Linked DNA regions of Mus musculus: region 1 is linked to region 2. Evidence: chromatin contacts called from public promoter capture Hi-C data. All regions are on one chromosome and are shown on one strand. Each heading gives the region's core, a stretch centred on a gene start, on an enhancer-like site or on the middle of the called end of the contact. The rest is flanking DNA. Distances are from core to core; before and after follow the strand shown.

What was found. Capture Hi-C pulls out chosen DNA fragments and counts their contacts.
Region 1: a promoter capture Hi-C map of adipose tissue shows a contact between it and region 2. The contact joins two enhancer-like sites. A contact is called at or near these places in 2 of 39 promoter capture datasets (erythroid cells and pre-B cells), 5 of 484 Hi-C or Micro-C datasets (B cells, CD8 T cells, epidermal suprabasal cells and 2 more), 2 of 115 datasets of contacts at active chromatin or transcription factors (pancreatic cancer cells and pro-B cells) and 3 of 9 other capture datasets (adipose tissue, liver and pancreatic islet).

The regions. Positions count from the first base shown.
Region 1 is chr16:33,072,730-33,079,020 of GRCm38.p6, forward strand. It overlaps Lmln (leishmanolysin-like (metallopeptidase M8 family)), which reads left to right. Exons shown (of 17, transcript NM_172823.2): 6 at 1,276-1,454. Among named protein-coding and RNA genes, the nearest start is that of Lmln, 13 kb to the left of the region's middle. Within about 2 kb of position 4,477, at least 39 of the 459 cell types and tissues checked have an H3K27ac peak or open chromatin away from gene starts, as enhancers often do. A contact at or near this core is called in adipose tissue and liver, where this site is marked.
Region 2 is chr16:32,903,454-32,909,723 of GRCm38.p6, forward strand. Fyttd1 (forty-two-three domain containing 1) reads left to right here. Exons shown (of 9, transcript NM_027226.4): 9 at 2,079-5,510. The coding sequence ends at 2,177. Among named protein-coding and RNA genes, the nearest start is that of Lrch3, 7.5 kb to the right of the region's middle. Within about 2 kb of position 3,543, at least 7 of the 459 cell types and tissues checked have an H3K27ac peak or open chromatin away from gene starts, as enhancers often do. A contact at or near this core is called in adipose tissue and liver, where this site is marked.

The sequences.
Region 1 (6,291 bases), core at 3,227-5,726, 170 kb after region 2:
AGTGCTCCCAGATACTGGCTTTTTTTTTTTTTTAATGCTTAATTACTTATTGATCCATTGCGTTTGTGTGTGCCCGCCACAACATTGTGTGGAAGTCAGAGGATGTCTTTCGAGAGGCAGCTCTCCCCTTTGACCAGGTAGGCTCCAAGGCTTAAACTCAGGCCCATACTGGCAGCCTTGCTTCTACCAGCAAAACCCTCTTACCAGCCCAAGTTTTCTTTATAATGGGAAATAACTTCCTATTAGGTTAAAAGTTTTTATTAATTAGACTTGAAATAATCATATCCCAAGGAAATTGCAAAAATCATAGATATGATAAGGTCAGTGGTAGAGTGCCACCTACTGTGTGTTCCATTTCCAGCACAGCACAGGGGTGTGGGCGTGGAGGGAAAACCCCTTCTCTGAGTGTTTGACTTTCATTTCTGTCACTGTGATAAATACCTGACCAGACGTAACTTTGGGGAGCAAAGGGTTTCTTACAGCTTACAGTGGCAGATTGTAGTCCATCATTAAGGGAAGTCAAGGCAGGCCTGGTTGGTATTCCGTACCACATTACCTCAGACCAAGAAAGTTAATAGCCAATGAACCATGGAGGGTGCTGCTTTCTGCCGGCCTTGGCTTGATTTCTTAGCTTCCTTTCCAGCTCAGGACTACCAGCTTAGGGATGGTACAACCTTAGTGGGCTGGGCCCTGCTACATCAGTTAACAATCAAGACCACTCCCACGGGCACACCTACCGGCCAGCCTGGTCTAGACCATTCCTAATCTGAGGCCCCCTTCTCACATATTAGGTTGTAGAACATGGACATTTAGAACAAACCAGCACACCTAGTTTTGGGGGCTCAAAACCATTTCTGTTTCTCTTTATCCTGCATCTTAGTTTGTTGATCTTTATAAATAGTAGCCATTTACTTTCATTGAGTTTATAAATTTATGAGCATTTGTATCAAGTAAAAATTTTAGTGAAATAAATTCAAAAGAGTTAAGAATAGAACAGGGGAAAGCGGGTGGGATTGGTGGTCCTTGATTTGTTTTGTTTATGAGCCAGAAGTCTTACCTCATTGCTTGGTATGTGTTCAGAGTCCTCCTGCCTCAGCCTCTCATGTCCTGGGACTAGAGGTTTGCAACTCCTGCCTGCTCAGTCCCCGACGTCAGTTAGAGTGTAGGGAGAGTAAGTGAAAGCTAAGTAACATGTCCCCAGTCTGTGACCTCTTGACACTATCGCTCAGCTGACCCATGCTCTGGTCTGCTTTTTCTCTTCACTTGTGTATGCAGCAATGCAGGGTCTGCCGAGAGGGTAAGTGGCCGTGTGGAGCAGTGGGTGTGCTTGACCCAGAGGGTGTGCGGGACGCAGACTTCGTTCTTTATGTGGGTGCTCTGGCCACTGAGAGGTGCAGCCACGAAAACATCATCTCCTACGCAGCCTATTGTCAGCAGGAGGCAAAAATGGACAGGTGAGCTTTCCTCTGAGTCCTCCCCCAAAATACATTCAGCAAAAGGGATTTCCGTCCATTCAAACGCTTCCAGGATGTTAAGTGAAAGAAAATGAATTTATTTCTTTCTTGGTTTTTGTTTTTGTTTTTGTTTTTGAGACAGGGCTCTGTGTAGCCCTGGCTGTCCTGGAACTCACTCTGTAGACCAGGCTGACCTCAAACTCAGACATCCTCCTGCCTCTGCCTCCCAAGTGCTGGGCTTAAAGGCATGTGCCGCCGCCGCCCAGCAGCATTGAATTTTTAGTAATCCTCCTGCCTCAGCTTCTAGGATGCTGGGATTGCAGAAGTATGCTTCCAGTTTCCTGGATGGTTTTAGGAAGTAAGCCTGTGTTATGAAAAGTTGTCAGCCACTGTGGAGTGATTGTTCCTTCCTCCCACTGCTATGCCAGAGAACCCAACAAAGTAAGGTAAAGGGCTAGTCCTTCAGAGCGTATCCTGCTTTTCCAAAGGACTCTAGTCCTGTCCTCAGAACCCACCCCACGCAGACTCACAACTGTCTGTGTGTAATCCTCTACTTCCAAAGGAACCTGAGCACAAACCCGGACTCAGGCACATCTGCATCTAATCAGAAAATACAGCACCTGGAGAGATGCCTCCGTGGTTAGGAGCTCTGGCTCTCAAAAAGAACACAGGCTCAGTTCCTTGCGCCCACACGGCGGTTCCCAACCATCCTTAACTCCAGTTCTAGGAGATCAGATAACTTCTGCTCTGCAGACACCAGGCACACATGTGGTGCACATACATTCATGCAGGCCACACACACACACAATAAAAAAATAAATCTAAAGATAAATAAAACTCAATTTAAAAATCAGGGCAAGAAGGGTTTTCTCTTCCTCCTAACGTCTGGGCACACTTTGTCGTGATGGGGGAAGTGTGACAGAGGTTGGTTCTAGCTGTCGCTAGAGCAGGAGGGAGCCAGTTATACTGCACTAGCAGTCAGGAAGCAGAGACACGTGCAGTGCAGGACCCACCCCCACAGGCTAGGGACACCCCCATTCAGGGTAGACCTTCCTTCCTCAGTTAAGCCTCTTTGGAAGTACACTCGTGCCTAGAAGTGTGTCTCCAAGATGATTGTAAATCCAGACACATAGACAGTGAGAGTGGACTGTTATAAATCCATAAATGCATCACCTCATAGTTGTTGCTTTTGAGGTATGGTCTCAGGTAGTAGTTCAGGCTGGCCTCAAACTCACTGTGTAGCTAAGGATAACCTGGAATTCTTCATCTCCTCCTGCCTCCACCTCCCAAGTGCTGAAGTAACAAGCATGAGACAGCATTTTAAGGGGTAAATACAATATTTTACCCCTGGTCCTCCAACACTCCGATCATATATGATATATGTATATATCATATGCCTTGCATGATATGATATATATAGCATAATGCAAGGCAAGGTGTACTTAGTTGATCTGCAGAAGTCCCCATAATCTTACTGGTTCTAGCATTGCTTAAATGTCCACTGTTTAGAATGCCTTCCATAGAGACTCAAGGCAGTCTCTTACCCATGAGACCTTATAAAAATCAAAGACTAAGCTATATCTTTTTAGTATACAGTGGTATAGAATAAACATTTTCATACCAAGACTGGAAAGTGGAGGCTAGCAAGGTGGCTGAGCAGGTAAAGGCATTTGCCACCTAGCCCGGTGACCTGAGTTCACACATGCTCTGTGGCATAGGCAAGGCCCCTCTCCACATGCAGAGACATACAGTAAACACATATGCACATAATGTAAAAAATATAAGATGAATGAGGGGGCCGGGGAGATAGCTCAGCTGGTAAAGTGCTCTCTGCTGGTGTGAGGATCTGAGCTCGGTCCCCAGGAGCTACCTTAAGCCAGTCACAGTGTGTCTATTTGCTTTCTGTTGCTGACTCGGAGAGGAAAGGGTTTATTTGGTTTGTACTTTGATGTCTCAGCCAGCATCAAAGGAAGCCACGTTGGGAACTCAAGGGCAGGAACCTGGAGGCAGGAGCTGCTGCAGAACCATGGAGGACCGCTGCTTACTGCTCACTGTCCATGGCACATTCAGCTTGCTTTTAGAAATATAACCCAGAGTCACCTGCTTGTGGGCGGCACTGCCTCCAGCGGGCTGGGACCTCCCACATCAACCATTAATCAAGAAAGTGCCCCATAGACTTGACTGCAGGCCATTCGGATGCAGGCATTTCTCAATTGAGCTTCCCTGTTTCCAGTTGATTTCTAGCTTCTAGCAAGTTGACCAAAAAAAAAAAAAAAAAAACTGAGCACACATAGCAAGGAAAAATTTGGCAAAAACGAAACTAGAACCCAACAGAGCAAACACCATTCCAACGGCACATTTCACATGGCCATTTATGATGACATTATCTGGGCTCCGGCAGCTCATGCACCCTGTGCCCTGTGATCCTATCTGTAGCACAGGTAGCCTCTCTCCGGCTGGCCTGGCTCTGTGTCTGTATCCGTTCTTAAGGAGATGTCCGTGGCCCAGCACCCCTGACATCTAGTGGTTCTCCCCTGCAGCTATGTGATGGTTCTCACTCAGTTTATTCTCCTTATTCACTCCGGGACCCTACCCCATTGCACAGTGCTGCCCACATTAAGGAGGGTCTCCCCTACTCAGTTCAGCCTTCCTGGAAACATCTTACACACACCCCCACTGTGTGTATAGCCTCGGTAATCAAGAGTCCAGTCAAGTTGGAATGAAGATGGATTATGCATTTGGTGAGGTTGACTCGAGTCCCCAGGCTGAATGTTGACAAGCTTTTGCAGTGACTGTTGGGTTTGTTACTGTAGAACCTCACCTGGTTCTGAAGATTTGTGGATCTCACTGGTACTCCTTTTCTCCCCCAAGAAGTTACTTGAAATTTGTACCTTAGACATGATGTGTCAGAATCAATGGCATATGATATTTTAGCTGCCCGATGAATGATAATTTAGTTACTTCATAGACGGAGGCAGTGGAATGTTGCTGAGAAATAGGCTTTCACTTGCTAGGGCTGCAGAATCCTAGTTCCTGTTCTCAGTTTGAACGAAACTGTATGCATTGCACACACACAAAGTCACATTTTGACCTAAAGTGTTGAAAGAACATTGCAAAAGTAAAGTGCCTGTGTGTACTTGAATGTTCTCAGGAAAAGCCTCAGAAAGACAGAATTTCCAGCTCTCCCTGGTTTCTAGGACTGTCTGGCTGGGCACTGAACGCCCCACGTTAGAGGAAGCTGTTCTGGCTTGAAAATAGCATTTGTGGTATTGTTGGCAATAGTAGCTGCTTCTGATGTTGCAAGTTAGAAGAGACAGGAAGGAGAACAAGGGCATTTTCACTATCTTCTTTACAGATTTCTTTTCCAAAATGGTTTATTTTTATATTATGTGGATGGGTGTTTTGTCTGCATGTGTCTGTGTACCACTTCTTGGCTGTGTGGCTGCAGAGTTATTGAGCCATAGTTGTGAGCTACCATGTGGGTGTTGGGAATTGAACCTGAGTCCTCTGGAAGAGCAGTCAGTACTCGCAACTGCTGAGCCATCTCTGCAGCTCTTTATGCTTCTACATTGTTTAAGCAAATTATTTTATACTATGAGTTTGTTTGTTTGTTTGTTTTGTTTTTCGAGACAGGGTTTCTCTGTGTAGCCCTGGCTGTCCTGGAACTCACTTTGTAGACCAGGCTGGCCTTGAACTCAGAAATCTGCCTGCTTCAGCCTCTTAAAGGCGTGCGTCACCATGCCCGGTTTACTGTGAGCTTTTATTGCTTTTATAAAAGCTGTGCTGGACTTTATATATTAGGATCAAGTTGACTTGCCCAGATGAGTGAGGGGAAGGATAGAAAAGCCCCAGCTTGACTGAATCTAGGTTAGTTTACCTCATTTCTGTGTCTCATGATGCCAAAGGCACTTCTGCATCTGTCTGTCTTCCCGTGAGAGAATTCAGCACAGGAGTCGGACAGGAGGGGCCGGTGGCAGGAAGGCATGTCTCAGCCCTGTTACCCACCTCCGTACTTGGTTGTGGTGCTTGACTGTTGGTTCACATTGATAGGAACGAATAGCTAAAGAGTAAATGGCCTTTGTACCAATGAATGTAACCACACCTGGGGAAGGATTTGCTTTCCTCTGGAAGGATGATGTGGATCAAAGCCTGGCACAGTATCCTGTTCTGCCCCCAGCCATGAGAAGTGGTCTGTAATCCAGCCTGGCCTGCAATGCACTCACTAGATAGCTGAGGCTGGCCTTGAGTTCCTTATCCTCCCGCTCCCCACTCCCAAGTGCTGAGATTACAAAGGTGTAGGTCTGACGCCTAGCCAGTTATTCTGAGTCTCAAGAACTCCATTGTGTGAATCTATACCCAGGACTGACCACCAATCGACCAACCGCCATAGTGCCTAATTATGCTGCCCTCAGAGAAGATGAACAAAACACACTTGTGAACCTGCCTCCTGGGACTTAGCAGTTGTATAAGGAGACAGATAATGGTTAGTTATACCTACAAGTAAGCATGCAGTTTTATGTGTGATAGATATTTTACACAGGAGCCTATAGCAAAGAACAGAAGGCGAGAATGGCAGGGGATGCCACTCAGTTGATTTGGGAAGGAAGACCTCTTTTGAAGAAGTAAAAATAAAGCTGCAGCCCGAGCATTGCTAAGGCTTTAGCCAAATAAAGAGGCGGGGAACCCTCTGCGGGTGGAGAGTGGTACGTGCTTGCAGTGTGGGCTGCTTGGGAGGCTGGTTCAGGCAGATTGGAAGTTTGGGGCTAGCCTGTGTGTATGTAGGCCTGGCTGCCCTGAAACTTACCATGTAGACTCCAAGCTGACCTTGAACACAAAG
Region 2 (6,270 bases), core at 2,293-4,792:
TGTTTTGCTCTAAGGGCTAGCACATCCACTAAAGGGTTTGATAGAATTAATAAAACTAGTGTGCTTGCTGTGTTCTGCCTGACATAAAGTATTAGAAGTTTGACCATGTTTTATAGCTAAACTTGCCCACTTTTCTGAGTTTGAACTTGAAGTAAAACTTGCTTTCTGCCCTTTCTATTTCTTCCGGTACTGCCCAGTCCCAATCATGCTTGCCCTGATACTCTGGGCCCGCTCACTCTGCTCTGAGAACAGCCCACCCCTATTCTATAGCTGTTTTCCATTTCCCTTCTTTGTCACATGCTGAGAGTTACAGCTTGTCTACCCTGCAGTTTTTCCTCTCAAACTCTAAGAAATAGTTCTTTTTGTTGTTGTTTTTCCAGACAGATTCTTTGTGTAACAGCCCTGGCTATCCTGCAACTCACTACGTAGGCCAGGCTGGCCTCAGACTCACAGAGATCCACCAGCCGCCTGAGTACTGGGATTAAAGGCATGTGCCACCACCACCCAGCTAAGAAACAGTTTTTGAGTTAAAAAAAAAAAAATTAGAAGCCAGGCAGTGGTGTTGCACGCCTTTGATCCCAGCACTTGGGTGGCAGAGGCAGGCGGATTTCTGAGTTCGAGGCCAGCCTGGTCTACAGAGTGAGTTCCAGGACAGCCAGGGCTACACAGAGACACCCTGTCTTGAAAAACCAAAAAAAAAAAAAAAACAGAAAAAAAAATTAGATAGATAACTAGACAGACAGACAGACAGACTGCTGGCTTTACGTTTACTGTAGATTGTCAGGTTAAGGGAGTTCCTGTCTTTCTAATTTGCTGAGATTTTTTTACTATGAATTTATGTTGAATATTATCATATACTTCTTTGGGAAACAGTTTGGTAGAAATAAGGTCCTGGAATTTAAGATTAGAAGTATGGGGCGAAAACTTGGTTTTGTTTAGTTAGAGAGTACATGTTTAGCATAGACAAAGTTCTTGGTATAATTTTCCATTCAAAATAGGAAAAAAAAAAAAACAGGGAGGAGGGGAGAGAATTTTGTTCTATTTTATTTTGATCCTATTCTTAATTTCTTTTCTGTTTGGAAACACTTTGTTATTTGTTAATCAGAGGCCAGAGTTTTACTTAAATTTTTATGGGGCACTCAGTTTAGAGCTTTGTTTTAAAAATACTCAGAAGTTGAAATAACTGTGCTTCTATTTTTTTTTTAAGTCATAGTCTCATACTGTAGCTGAGGTTGGTTTAACACATGATTTTTCTTCCTCCAACTCTTGGGATAGATAGTAGGAGTAGGCCACCATTTTTCTATAAAATAGCTTTTTGCTTTTTTTGTTGTTTGGTATTTTTCTTTCCCTCTTCTTCTTTTTTTTTTTTTTTTTTTTTTTTTTTTTTGGAGACAGAGTCTTACAGTATATTCTTAGTAAGCCTGAAACCCTGTAGGTCATTCTGGAATTAAATTCATAGATTCACCTGCCTTTGCTTCCTGAGTGATGTCATCAACTGTGTGTGCCAACATCAGTTGAAATAACACTTTTTGCCAAAGGTATCACTGGAATTTTTAACAGTGTTTGCAGAGCTTCAAATTAATTCAGATTGAGGTATTTTGGATATATTTTATATAGACAGTAGTAGTAGTGTGTATATGCTTGTATAATGCAGTATAGATATCTAATGATTAGAGGACTAGGATTCTTGGATACCTACTTTTAAGTTCTAAACCTGATAGGCAACTTCATGTATAGCTTCTTTTTGTTAGAGTCAATTGAAATTATACACAAATTTAAGATGTTGCTTACTGTTACTACTAATTACTATTAATTTTAAGTTCATGGTCTGGAGAGATGGCTCAGTGGTTATGAGCACTGACTGCTCTTCCGGAGGTCCTGAGTTCAATTCCCAGCAACCACATGGTGGCTCACAACCATCCGTAATGGGATCCGATGCCCTCTTCTGGTGTGTCTGAAGACAGCAACAGTGTAGTCGCATAAATGAAATAAAATAAATAAATCTTTTTTTTCTTTTTAAAATCACATATAAAGGAATTTTTTTTCAGTTAAGTTAATGTTTTTCTCCTTTTCTATAGACAGGGATGACTTTGAATGAACGATTTGGGATACTGAAAGAGCAAAGAGCCAACCTCACGTTCAGCAAAGGAGGAAGCCGCTTTGTGACTGTGGGATAGATCCGTGTCCAAGGAACTTTAAGTGTTGACTGTTTGAAAAGTTGATTTGCTTGAAGAGTTCATCGGAGAAGTTCAAGAAACTTTCCTTCAGAATATTCACAAGCCTAAATAACTTTATTTTTGAAGGTTATTTTGTTTTGGTTTGGTTTTTTTAATGTATAAATAATGCCCTGAAAGAATAGCAGGGAATATACCTATCTGTTCTTAAAGATTTCATGGTTGGCCCATACAAAGCAATTCTCTGTTGACTTCTTTGACTCCTCCTGAAGCAGAAGGAAGACAGAAAGACAGACATTGATTATTTTTATGAGCGTGGGATTTAGGATCTCATCACTTTTATCCAGTTTTTAGGATTTGCCATGGTAAATCTTAAACTTGAGAAATAAGAGTACACCTCTGTGTTGTCACTTACCCATTTATGTATGTGTTGGCGTGACAAGGACAGCTGCCTTTCTGTCATTACTGGTGTTTTCTAAACTGTAGGAGAATTTTGGTTTTGACTTTTGAGGCTTATGGAAATATTTAGAACTTGGTTCATTTTTCAGTTATTGTTAGCTTAAACTCCCTAAGTTCTAAGAACTTAGTATTAAACTTTTAATAAAAAAAAAAATGTGGCTCTCAGGATTAGTCTCAGGCCAAAATGTGTTAGGGCTGTAAATGCTTATTTACAAAGTTATCTGCTAGGTCCTTGGAGGAGACGCCTGGTGTGGAACCTGATGGTCTGTGTTCAGTATAAATGGAGAAGACATGAAAGGCATTGGCCAACGGACAGATTGGACATGGGAACAATAAAGCCTGAGTCATAGCTCTGCCATCTGGGTTGACTTCTGTCCTGAGTCTAGTGTCTGTAGATTCTTCTATAAATGATGCTTACAAGAATTACAATTTTTAAAATGAGTTGAATCTTGGGTATTTTGACAATATACTTACTAGATATATAAAGTCCTATGTTTCATATTCAAAAGTTTTTTTTGTAAAGCTCTTAAACTCAGTAAGTTCAATAATTTATAACTCCCCAAACAAAAATCTACTTATATATGTCACAAAGGAGAGAAAAAAAAGTAAATTATAATGAAGTTACATTTAACTATACACACTCACTCCGTTTCTTCTATTGCTCAAAGTTCAGGCATTATAGGAAAAAGGGTTTTTTTGTTTTGTTTTGTTTTTTCTTACACTGGAGGACGGTCTGCTGTGCCGAGATAGTGCTGAGATTGCTCAGTCATAGGTCATAAATTACAATGAGATGCCAAAATGCAGCGGCGTGTCCCAGCTACAGATTATCAGTGCTGAGAGTGCTCACATGGTCATAGGTCATAAATTACAGTGAGATGCCAAAATGCAGCGGCGTGTCCCAGCTACAGATTACCAAGTGTGGTCATTTTGAAACCTGACCTTTTGTTTTGCTGTGATTTCAAGTTTGAGTGGGTGTTTAAGTCTCTGCTGTTGATTTCTCCTGTAAAGACAGAGCATTATACTCCTGCCCGCCTTCATTGTGTCCTAGACTTCATTGTCTTTGATGTTCTTCAAGTTCTTACTGGCTTGTGCTAGTTGTGGGAAAAACAGCAACAATGTCATGCTTATACCAAAGATCTAAATCTTTCCTCAGCATCTGTTAATCTGCCAGGACTTGGACTTGAGAGGGGTTTAGAGGCTAATCACAGAATTTGAAAGTAAGCTCCAGTTCTCCTTAGCTGTAATGCTTTTCATTGAGGCCAAGGACTCATAAAACATTTTTGCCAATATGAATATTTATATTTGGTTCAGAAACAAAACATTTTAGAGTGGTTTGCTGGTAGCTTATTTTAAAGCAAAGGAAAAACAATTGAGCATGAACACTATCTTTGGAACAATTTTTAAAATATGATATAAAAGTTTTTGTTTCTTGTTGTTTTAAATATTACTATACAGAGGTATTAGTAATTCCATTTTTGGAAAATCTTAAAAATCGCCCAAATGTTGACACTAAGTACATTGAAAAACAGTGTCTTTGGTATAGTAAATGTTTGTTCTTCATTCATCTGTAACTTAATATTTGTTCAAATTTTGCCTTTGATACAACTAAGTTAAAACTCTTGAGTGCTGACCTGTTGTATATACACAAAACAATCTGCTTTGTTGGAGAAAAATTCCCTCTCTTGGAATGTGATTGTAGTCATCCTTGTTCAGTTCTTGAAGCCCCCCCCCCCTTTTTTTTTAATTTTATTTAAACAGGGTGCAACGTAAAATTTCCTTTGCATCAAGGTGTATGCAGAACATTGATGCAGTGCATCACGACGTGAGCGTTTGTATTTAACGAGGAGGTGCTTTACACTGTACTTTTTGGTGTTTTTTGGAAAAGTTACATTAGATTTGTTCTGAAGCTGTTCATTTTTGACAAATAAAATGTAACAGGTTTCACATGAGTTATTCTGAGCTATAAAGATTGAGTTGTGGTTTTTTAGATTGTTGTGTGTTACAAAGCATCTTATAGTGGTTTTATATATGATTTCTGGGATTTGAAGTTGCTGATCAGCTAAATCTCCACTCTTGGTGTTCCTCTGACTTTTGACCATTTCATGCATGGGTGACCTGAGGTTCCAACATGAGGCCACCAAGGCGAATTAAAGATAGTCACATTGTTATAACGCAGAGCACAGAAGTAGATGAGCCTTTAGAGATGATCTGCGTCAGCCCCTCCTCTTACATCGTAGTTAAGTGACACCCGACATTTTCTAAGACGTACATGGAACATGGGTCATGTTTTGAGCCTCATGTCTTATAATTCTCAGTGGACAATAAACGACTTCACACATAGGCAGTAGTTTTGTGGTATTTAATGTGTCAGGTGTCTAAGAATTAGTAATATCCCTATATCAGCATTTGTGGTGTGCTCAGTAAATCTACTCTTCCAATAATTCCTATTTAATTACTTTGATATGGAAGTTACTGAAACTCATTACAAAAGGCCAATGTTTTCAGTATACACCGGGAAGATGATTGCTAATTCCAGACCCCATGTCGAAAAACTTACACACAGAGGAGAAAGACTGGTGGTCGAATCTGTCGTGTATTTTTAAATATACACTCACTTTTCACTATATTAATTATAATCAAATTATAAAGCATTTATGTTTAAGAAACATGGGTATAATTGTCAACATTTTAGTTTTGTTAGAGGTGCATATTAAATGTTACTGCCTGTAATGTAATTCATAAAATATATGCAATTTGGGGGTATGAAGAGATTAAAAAATTTACTTGTCATACAAAGAATTCCATATATTCCAAATGCAAGCAATATTAAAGCAAAAAAGAGCTTCCTCCTTTCTGAAGAGAAGGCCTCTTACATTGATTAAGCTTCCCATGAAGATGGTGGTTCTTTTTGGAGCTAGGGGCAGGTCTGGTGCTGGTGGTGCCTTTTTTTTTTTTCTCCCCCAAGACAGGGTTTCTCTGTGTAGCCCTGGCTGTCCTGGAACTCACTCTGTAGACCAGGCTGGCCTCGAACTCAGAAATCTGCCTGCCTCTGCCTTTGGGATTAAAGGCGTGTGCCACCACTGCCAGGCATGTGGTGGTGGTGCAATCAGTCTCTCTCCCCTGCCTCTCTCTCCATCTCTCCCTGATGTCCCCCTTCCTCTCCAGACTGAGTCACATTGCTATGCTTCAGCTTTCAGACTGCTGAGTTTATAGGAATGTGCCACAATACCTAGTTTTATCACTTTTCAAAGATTGGTTTATATATTTGTGTGTGTACCTGCATGTATGTATAGTCACTGTGTGTGCTGGTGCCCATGAAGGTCAGATGTGGGTGTTAAGTCCCCTAGACCTGGAGTTAGAGGTGCTGTGAGCAGCTTGATGTAAGTGGTGGCCATGGAACCTGTTTCCTCTTGAAGAGCAGTGAGCACTCTTAGCCAGCTCTCCAGCCCCTTCTACACTTTTCAAAGTGGATACGTAAGTAAACCCCAACCAAGCATTTATGAGAAGAGTTTTGGATACTGTAGACCACTAAAAGATGTAAAGATTTGCTTGGAAATTGTAGACTTCTAAATATTCTCAGATGAGATATACTATGTGGTGTGTGTGTGTGAAATACTAAAGATGAATAGGGAGCTAT